2 separate regions of the Zea mays genome follow, and region 1 is linked to region 2. A link is a contact called in public Hi-C data. All regions are on one chromosome and are shown on one strand. The core of a region is the stretch at or near the end of the contact, and the rest is flanking DNA. Distances in the headings are between cores, read along the strand shown.

The links. Hi-C and Micro-C count contacts between places; a contact is called where the count stands out from the background.
Region 1: a Hi-C map of ear shows a contact between it and region 2, with 2.4 times the contacts expected there. The contact joins the promoter of LOC103650771 here to the promoter of LOC100276540 in region 2. A contact is called at or near these places in 2 of 25 Hi-C or Micro-C datasets (ear and leaf).

Annotation. Positions count from the first base shown.
Region 1 is chr3:154,616,963-154,621,922 of Zm-B73-REFERENCE-NAM-5.0, reverse strand. LOC103650771 reads right to left here and starts at 2,145. Exons shown (of 1, transcript XM_008676344.4): 1 at 1-2,145. It overlaps LOC100273469 (Glycerol-3-phosphate dehydrogenase [NAD(+)] GPDHC1 cytosolic), which reads left to right and starts at 1,821. Exons shown (of 6, transcript NM_001147906.1): 1 at 1,821-1,924; 2 at 2,065-2,967; 3 at 4,713-4,934. The coding sequence starts at 2,325.
Region 2 is chr3:153,815,022-153,819,623 of Zm-B73-REFERENCE-NAM-5.0, reverse strand. LOC100276540 reads right to left here and starts at 2,319. Exons shown (of 8, transcript NM_001371573.1): 1 at 2,136-2,319; 2 at 1,549-1,609; 3 at 808-1,028; 4 at 114-201. The coding sequence starts at 2,258.

The DNA of each region.
Region 1 (4,960 bases), core at 896-3,395, 800 kb before region 2:
TTGCTCATCCATTCACAGCCGCGGGGGTGGCCAAGGTTTTCTTGGACAATATTTATAAGCTTCACGGTATGCCAGCAAGTATTGTGTCGGATCGAGATCGAATCTTCACAAGTCAATTCTGGCAGCAGCTGTTTACATTGACTAGAACACAGCTTTGCATGAGCTCGGCTTACCATCCCCAGTCTGATGGTCAAACTGAGCGAGTAAACCAATGTATTGAAACTTATCTCAGGTGTTTTGTCCATGCTTGTCCCAAGAAATGCTGTCACTGGCTGTCAGTCGCGGAATTTTGGTATAACACCAACTACCATTCGGCAATTGGGCGTTCACCCTTTGAGGTTCTATATGGTCATGCAGCTCGCCATTTTGGTATTGATTCAGTCTCGTCCGTCGCAGTGGAGGACCTCAGACAGTGGTTGACGGACAGAGAAATCATATCCAAGTTGATTCACCAGCATTTGACTCGAGCTCAGTCCCGCATGAAAAAACAGGCTGACAAGAAACGTTCGGAGCGATCATTCCAGGTGGGCGATCAGGTTTACCTCAAACTTCAACCCTAGTTTACCTCAAACTTCAACCCTATATTCAATCATCTGTGGCAGTTCGCTCGAATCAAAAGCTCGCATTTCGATTCTTCGGCCCTTACACAGTGCTGCAACGGGTGGGCACCGTGGCGTACAAGCTTCAGTTACCGGAGACCTCTTCTATACATCCAATATTTCATGTTTCCCAACTAAAAGCTTCAATCGGCCGTCAGCATTCAGTGGTTCCTCAGTTACCTGATGCTAATCCTAGTTTTCAAGTGCCTGTCCAGGTTCTGGCTCACCGCATTATTCAGCGAGGAGGAGCTCTGATTCCACAAATCAAAGTGGTGTGGTCAGGTTGGGATCCCGCCTTAGCGATATGGGAGGACGCTGAGGCCCTGAAAGCTGCGTTTCCGAACGCGCCGGCTTGGGGACAAGCCGCTTCCAAAGGAGAGGGGACTGTCAGCACCTCTGTGGAGGAGGAGGCTGTGGAAGAGACGGAAGTGGAACAGGCAGCACTCGGCGGCAAACGCACTCGACGCACCAACGTTTGTGTGATGAGCCCAGAATGGGCTGTGTAATCCTAGTCTCTTGTAATTCAGGGCCAGCCCATGTGACGGTATAATACCTAGTCTGTGGTTTCTGAAGAGGCATGCAAAACTTAAACAAACTCATACGCAATAACATCCGTCGCCTTCTGCCTCCTGTTCACTGTTCTTCTCTAATCTCTGATTCTTCTTCCACTTCTGATCTCTGAGCATAACAGTAGGCCGTTCGAGTTGCGACCATACAGGCTCGCGGAAAATCGTGGACAGCGATACTTGCGGATGTTGCTCGCCTGTCCCAGTCCTGCATGTGCACGTATGTGCCAGTGTCAACGAAGACAGCGATCAACTCGATCTGTTGCCTGTTTCGTGATAGCATCCCCCATATCCCTCCCCATCGAGTACTCATCCCCCATCTCTGTCGTCGTCGCTGGCGCATCGGTGTCGATCGCAGCAGTTCGCTTCATCACTCAAAAATCCATCTTCGTCAATAACCAGTTCGGGAAGCTGCGAGCGAAGCACTGAAGCAGATGCTTGTCTTGTCTTGTCCCGGCCCTCTCATCCTCCTCCCCCACTCCACTACGGCACTCCCGGCCCTCGCTCGCTTGCTCATTAATGGCGGGCACTGCATGGTTGGCGCCATCCATGCCCATTAACGCCTCCACCCACCTCCGGGCCGCCCCCGCCCCCATCTACTTTTATTCACGCCGATCGGGCACTTGCTTCCAATACAGCGCCGGCCGGGCCGTTGCGTCCGTCCATCCTCATCCCCATCCGCCACCCACCCCGCGCCCCTCCTTCTCACTCCAGTGCTGGCTGCCGGCCAGCTCCGCCCCCGGGGTCCTTGAGCTGGAGGTGGGTGGCGACGTAAAGGCGGCCGCTTGCTTTGCCACCGCCGGCGCTCGTCATCTCCTTACTTATTCATCCCTGCGGCCCTGCTACACATCGGTGCCGTGCCGCGCTTGATTCCGTCCTGTCCTGTGCTTGAATTGTAGGTGGCGGTGGATGACCAGCTCTCGGAGTTTTCTGAGGCGAGGATCGGAGGGCGTTGCGTTAGGTCCGCGGTTGGTGAGCGGCGGTCGGAGCGGTCTCGCGCGCGGCGGGGTCGTTCGATGACGCAGGAATCGCGCTCTGGGAGGGTGGGAATACCTCGCGCTCGCGCTCAAGGTGCTCGATTAATTTACTGCCTGAGGCTGAGGGGGGGCGCGCCTGTGAGCTGAACCGTTCCCGCTGCACTGACTCCTGAGCTCGGGAAATGGTTGGGAGCGTGCACGTCAATGGATCGGTCCACGGCGGCAATGGCACGGCCACGGAGGAGCGGCTGGACGAGCTGCGCCGGCTGCTCGGCAAGTCGGAGGGGGACCTTCTCAAGATCGTCAGCGTCGGCGCCGGCGCGTGGGGCAGCGTCTTCGCCGCGCTACTACAGGACGCGTACGGCCATTTCCGGGACAAGGTGCAGATAAGGATCTGGCGTCGCCCGGGCCGGACGGTGGACCGCTCCACCGCGGAGCACCTGTTCGAGGTGATCAACTCCAGGGAGGACGTGCTCAGGCGCCTCATCCGCCGCTGCGCCTACCTCAAGTACGTCGAGGCGCGGCTCGGAGACCGCACGCTGTATGCCGACGAGATACTCAAGGACGGCTTCTGCCTGAACATGATCGAGACGCCGCTCTGCCCTCTCAAGGTCGTCACTAACCTGCAGGAGGCCGTCTGGGATGCCGACATCGTCGTGAATGGGGTGCCGTCCACCGAGACGAGGGAGGTGTTTGATGAGATCAGCGAGTATTGGAAGGAGAGGATTAGTGTCCCGGTGATAATTTCCCTCGCCAAGGGAATTGAGGCCTCGTTGGATCCAATACCTCGTATCATTACACCTACTCAAATGATTAGCTCTGCAAGTAAGAATCTCTCTTGTCTCTGCCTGCGTATTTTAAACTCAATCACCACAAGTTTCCTTGAGGAAGCTGAATGGTATTGGTTGCAAGAAAAATATTATGATTCGTGGCATGCATGATAAGCTGCTTGATCAAGGTCATGATTAAGATCATGTTTGAATGCACTAGAGCTAATAGTTATCTACTAAAATTAGCTAAAGATATTCAAACAGTCTAGCTAATAGATTAACTATTAGCTACTTTTAGCAATTAGCTAATAGTTAGCTAGCTAATTCCACTAGCAATTTTTTAGCCAACTAACAATTAACTCTAATGCATTCAAACACCCCCTCAATAGTAGAATTCTCGATCAGTTTACAACAAATCTATCATGTGGAAAGCTCATTTGTGTTTTGCAAGATCTCTGACAAACGAACCTGATGTCTATAGTCCAAGCTAACAATTCCAGTATGTTACCTGCCACATTGTCCATTTATAAGAGACAGCATGAGCCCATCTATTGCTTGTCTGTTATAATATAACTAGATAGTAATTTGCACAATTAATGCCATTAGCTGCTGAACACAGTTAGTTTGTGGATATGCATTCACCAACAATCCGTTCGCTCCATAATAGTATCAATTTCCCCTTCCATTTGAAGACTGCACTGAATTCCGATTCATGTGTTTAGCTGTCTATTCCAATTCTCTATTTACCATATGTTTTATGTATACTGGAAGTGAAACACACCAAAGATGTAAATTTATGGCATGCTCATCAGTGGCGGATCCAGGATTGGATCAAAGGAGGGGCTATAAGTTAAAGCATGTTTGGAAGAGCCACCAGCGGCCATTTTGGGGGTGAGTACCACGACGACGTTCTCGCAGGCCTGATGTACTAGCGTGCTGCAGCAGGCCTGCCATGGTGCTGCTTGCAGCAGGGGCGAAGCCAGGATCCAAAATTAGGGGGACCAAATTAGATTAGGGAGGCTGTTAGAAGCATTTTTTGCACTATTTACATGAGAATTAGCTAAAAAACTAACATGTCCTATAGAATTAGGGAAGTATTAGACAGGACATTGCTCCCCTGTCCCTCTAGCTTGTAGCCTGCCTCTTGCGTTGCGCACATGCGCGCTGCTAATTGTTAGATGTGCATTGGCCGTGCGCGCTAGCTCATGACTGTGTCCTGTGTGGTGGTGTGGATTTGCACTGCTGAAGCATGGACGGGTCCAGCGTGGATGCGCGCGCTACCACCTTGCGTGCTGGTGGCACGGATGGAGGCCAAATATATGTGTTGAATGACACGATCAGAAAGAAGGTTGTTGCCTATCTTAGTTAACCATTATAGTCTGCATTTATGTTATAATATACTCTTACGTTCCAAAATAGTTGTCCTTTTAGCTCTTGATTTTTATGTCTATATTCAAATGAATGATGATGAATCTAAACACATATATAAAACACATGCATCACTCAAAAATTATATAAACCTACTAATTCTCTAAAACGATGACTACTATTTTAAGATAGATGAAATATGTATTAATAGGTGTCATAGGGGCGACCGGGGCTGCAGCCCCGGCAGCCCCCTCCTAGATCCGCCCCTGATGCTCATGACATGGTGCTTATCTTCAATGCCCTGATGGAAGGAATGGCCTTGTTCTTGAAATGCATCTGGTTGAAACGTATAAACAGTTTTTTTCTGCTTAATGCTTGGCCTGCTTATTTGAGATCAGCAGTACAGACTGATTTTTAAGGAATGCATTGCAGCTGGAGTTCCAACTGAAAATATACTCTATCTTGGAGGACCAAACATCGCCTCGGAAATTTATAACAAAGAATATGCAAACGCTCGAATCTGTGGATCCAACAAGTGGAGGAAGCCTCTTGCTAAGTTTTTGAGGCAGCCACATTTCATTGTCTGGGACAACAGTGATCTTGTCACCCATGAGGTGATGGGTGGCCTGAAGAATGTCTATGCAATCGGTGCTGGTAATACTAACTTCTGTCTTTTTTTA
Region 2 (4,602 bases), core at 1,070-3,569:
AGGGGTGCAACAAACCACAAAAAAAAGGATTTTCTTTTTGGTGGTCAACAGGAATATGTCCAAGGATAAAAGAGGGATGGAGAAAATAAGGCCTTCATAAAAGACACGCAGACCTCCATTCTTTTGAGCTTCCTTAATAACATGAAGCGCGAGTGTTGTCTTCCCAGATGCTTCTTTCCCATATATCTCCACCATTCTACCCTGTTGAGCTACTTTAATCAGTAATCTGCCAAATATGGTCAAAGCACAGTAATAAAACATAAGTCCAGTCTATTGCCATGGATCAAATTTCTCAAGGAAATGTTGCTATTCAACATATGCAGTGACCAGAAAAAGAAAGATTGGAAGACATGGACACCTATGGTGGGAGCATTTCTAGGGAATATATTCTCTCAAAATGGAATTTTTAGGCAAGAGATGACCACAAATGTGTTCTTATGTGTATCTTTTGTAAGCAGAGATTTTGAAGGTGAAATGCACTTTAATGGATGTGAATTATAACTAAACTAGAATGCTTACCAATCACAAAACAAGGACATTCGCCACTCGATAAAGTAGTTCAGACCTTGATGGTGATTAGATTGACACGTAGAGTAGATAGGCACCAAAAGATGAAAACACATGGCCTACTTAATTTTGGATTTGCTAGTGTTGACAGGAACACGGAGGTACTTGTAAAAGTATGAACTTTTGTTTCTTGTGGGTAATATCAATAGGATATATAAAATCAAGTAAATATTCCAGGTATATAAAATAATAATAAAGTATATTATGTGAACAAATAAAATGGTATGAACACAATGCAACCTTCGGTAATCCTCCAACGCCGAGAGCGAGGTCAAGCTTAAGAGAACCAGTAGAGACTACAGATGCTTTCCTTGCACGGGAAAATCGCTCCAAACATAAATTAGAGTCTCTATCGAAGTCAATTGCGAGTTGAGAAACAGCAACATTAAGTGATGACTCCTTCTCAATAGCTTTTGTATCGTCAAGAGGGGGATCACTCTCATAGTCTAACTGCATATCAACTGGAAATTTGTACAGATTCCTGAGTAACATAGCAACTCATAAGGTAGCGTGAATACAGAATGCCAAGAATAACAACTGTATAACTTTGGGAACTACTTCAAAAGTTAGTTCTTGCAGGAACATTAAAGTTGGAATTTGCGAAAGGGCCTCTAGCCTAGTGGTTAAGGACTTCCGAGTAGCACCTCCAAGTCCTGGGTTCGATTCCCCTCGGGAGCGAATTTTCAGGCTTGGTTAAAAAAATCCCCTCGCTGTGCCCCATCCGCTCTCGGGTTACGATGTCTTGTGCGCCATCCTCCGGTTGGGCCGTTGCAGAGTGGACAGTTGACGCCGGCCTGTTAGTGATGGGGGGCCTGAGTTCGGAGATTTTCTCGGCCGGGACCATTGTTTTCGGTCTCTTCTTAATATAATACCGGGAAGGCGGTCCCCGGCCGAGTTTTTAAAGTTGGAATTTTCTATTGCAGAACACTGACAGTAAAAAGAGTAGCAAAAAAAGTATACCTATTGGGTAAATGGTTATACCTGTGGTTGATACCGAACGACCTTTGAACCAAAGCGAACAAAATGTGTCTCTTTTCCCATTCTAGCAAATGACATCACAGGGAAGAAAGATTATCAGCAATTTGCGCAGATCTCTTGAAATATGAGCAAGTAGGCATTGTGAACTCGATACTTCACTTATGAAGGTATTAAAGCCAGTGAGAACGAAACAGTAAAGCAGCACATACACCATTTGAAACCAAAAGCCACAGTTCTCCCCTAGTGGGAAAAGGCTGACGTGGGAATAGCACTATTGTACAGCATTACAGCCCATAATGCATATTTCTCCGAATCTCACTCTTCTATGTTTTAGTAGCTTGTGCACATGAGCAGGAGCCAGCAAAGCAGAACTTGTACGCTCATGGTCAAACCGTTGCAGATATCAGCTGTTTCAGCCAATCTAACCCAACAAAGGTCAAGGGCAGTTTAACAACATTAACTAGCAAAGAGGACTTACCAGTCCGACTGAAAATCCTCTATTGCAAAAGGAAGTTACAGTCCCTAGCACACGGCAACAAGCCACGAGCCCGCGATCGAGGGAGCGGCAGCGAGATACGCGGTCATCATACCTGAAGAGGGGAGCGGCGGAGAGGAGAGGTCGCGGACGCTGAGGGGCTACTGCAGTCCGTGCGCGAGAGCTGGGCGCCGGCTCGCCGGAGGAGAGCGGAGGAAGAGGAGAGGATCCCTCGCATGGCGGCGGGCGGGCAGCGGCGGAGCGGTGGGCCGCGCGCGCGCTCGAGTGGTGTGGTGGATGGGTGGGCCCACGTCACCGAGTCTTCTCTACGTAGCGAGGCATGCGTGGGTCGGTCCAATTCAGAATGGCGGGCCCGTGGCAAACCATGAACAGGCCAAAAGTGGCCCGTGCCCCCAATTCGTTTTTTCAGCGAATTCATGTTTGGTTCACTACCTCAGTTGCCACACTCTGCCTAACTTTTCTGCCTAAGGTTAGTTATTCAATTCAAACGACTAACCTTAGGCAAAGTGGGGCACATTTAGCCACAAACCAAACAGGCCCTATATCTCCCTATTCTATCATTTATCTCCTCAAACTCTAGAAAGACACCTAAACTCCTGAACTCTCAAATTTATTTAAATTATCTACATACCATGCATTGGAGACAAGACCTCGGGCTCAAAATGACAAAATCAATGTTTAGATGGTTTTTCAGATCAAGAATGCTAATGCAGTCCAAAGAAAATCCATTATTGACCATTGAACGTTATTTGAAAAGATTCGGAACATGCAAATGAGTAAAGGTGCGTGGAGCCAAATGTATTAGAGCATCTCTAAATGACTTTTTATTTTTGACTCTCTATTTGACTCTTTATTTGTCACTCTATAAAGATTAAACTCTAAATATAACATATCATTTCAACATACTCTCCAATATATAAGTTAGCTTGGCTAGCGAGATTTGCTAGACAAATTTGGCTAGTGAAGAAGTCAATTTAGAGAGCCGGATAGCTTGTCAAGTTAAATGGCTAGCCTGTTGGAGAGCTATTTTGTTATTAAGTAGCTAAAATTTAGCTTGACAAGCTATTTAGCTAGTCTTTTGGAGATGCTCTAAGGCTTCGGTTTCGATAAGGACTGGCTTCGGCAGGAGGTGTAGAAAGGGGGACTTCAGAGAAGAGGAGATAGAATAGGCATCTATGAAGAGAGAACATGTGTGGCAGGCATGAAAAGACATAATTGTTGTAACACCCGTCTGTTGGTCACTCGTTCTCAAATGCTATGAATCAAGAACAAGACAACACAATCGTTAAGGATTAAGGATCTTCGTCTTCCGAAACATTATCTCCTCATGGAGATAATACTCATCAGCCGAAGATCACGAAAGACAAGCATTCATTATTTAATATATGAATGGAAATGTGAAAGGATAAAGATGAAGACTGAATCTTCATTAATTTATTTGTATTTATGTTCCATAAAATATAAATGAATATTCACTAGTATTGATATTACATTGATACCTTCGGCTTGCTCGAAGGCGAGAATGCGGGAGTGATTACAACCCAACGTGAACAGTACGGTGTTACTGTTCATCTATTTATAGGCACGGGACGCAGCCCGAGCATAAGTACATTTATGTCCTCAACATTTACACATGACCGTAATACAAGTTATTAAGGGTTAAGTAGTCTTTTCCTCTTTCGATCATCATCATTACTCATCATCTTCATTACGAGCCGAAGTTGTCCATCTGGTGATAACTTCGGCGTTTTACTCTTATCCTCTTTGGACCTGTCTTCATATTGCGTGCCTTCGTCATAAGGGAGAAGCTTGTATCTTGAAGACGAGGTTTCCTGTAATAGCTTATACTGAAAACAAATAGTTAATTATGTTTTTGAGGACCTTCGGAAGGAGAAGGCCCCCAACACCGCCTACTACTGCAACGGCGGTATTTACTCCTGGCAGCCTTCTAGAACCATACATCATCTCTAAATATCAACACAGAGAATTTTGTGCGCACTTTTTTCTCACTAATGCACACCCGATAAGACTTTTCGGTCGGTCACCCATCCCAAGATTGCTCTAGGCCAAACACGCTTAACCCAGACGTTCTTTCGAGACATGCTTACGAAAAATAAGATGTACCTTGTTAGTATGAGTACTCTATTAATTCTATTAAGCCTTGGGCCAGGATATCACCATCCACTGGGCTAGGATATCACAGTCCACCCCCCTTAGAAGACTGGCGTCCTCGTCGATCAATCCTAAGCCAGGAACCTCCGCTCTTGGCCACGTCTATATGTCTAGTGTCGTCATATGTCATGCCATGTGACCACTTTGGGCCCACATGTGTCATGTGCCTTATACTCGAACCCATAGCCCACACACACCCGTGAAACTGCGAGGGTCGACTATGATGCCATTTGTAACACCTCATCCACTTCTGGACCGACGGTACTTACTTCTAGCAACCCTCTAGGACCATAGACCATCCCCACACACCAACATGAGTCTTTTGTGCACCCTTTGTCCTCACTCATGTGTGCCTAAGAAGACTTTCTGGTTGGTCACCCATCCTAAGA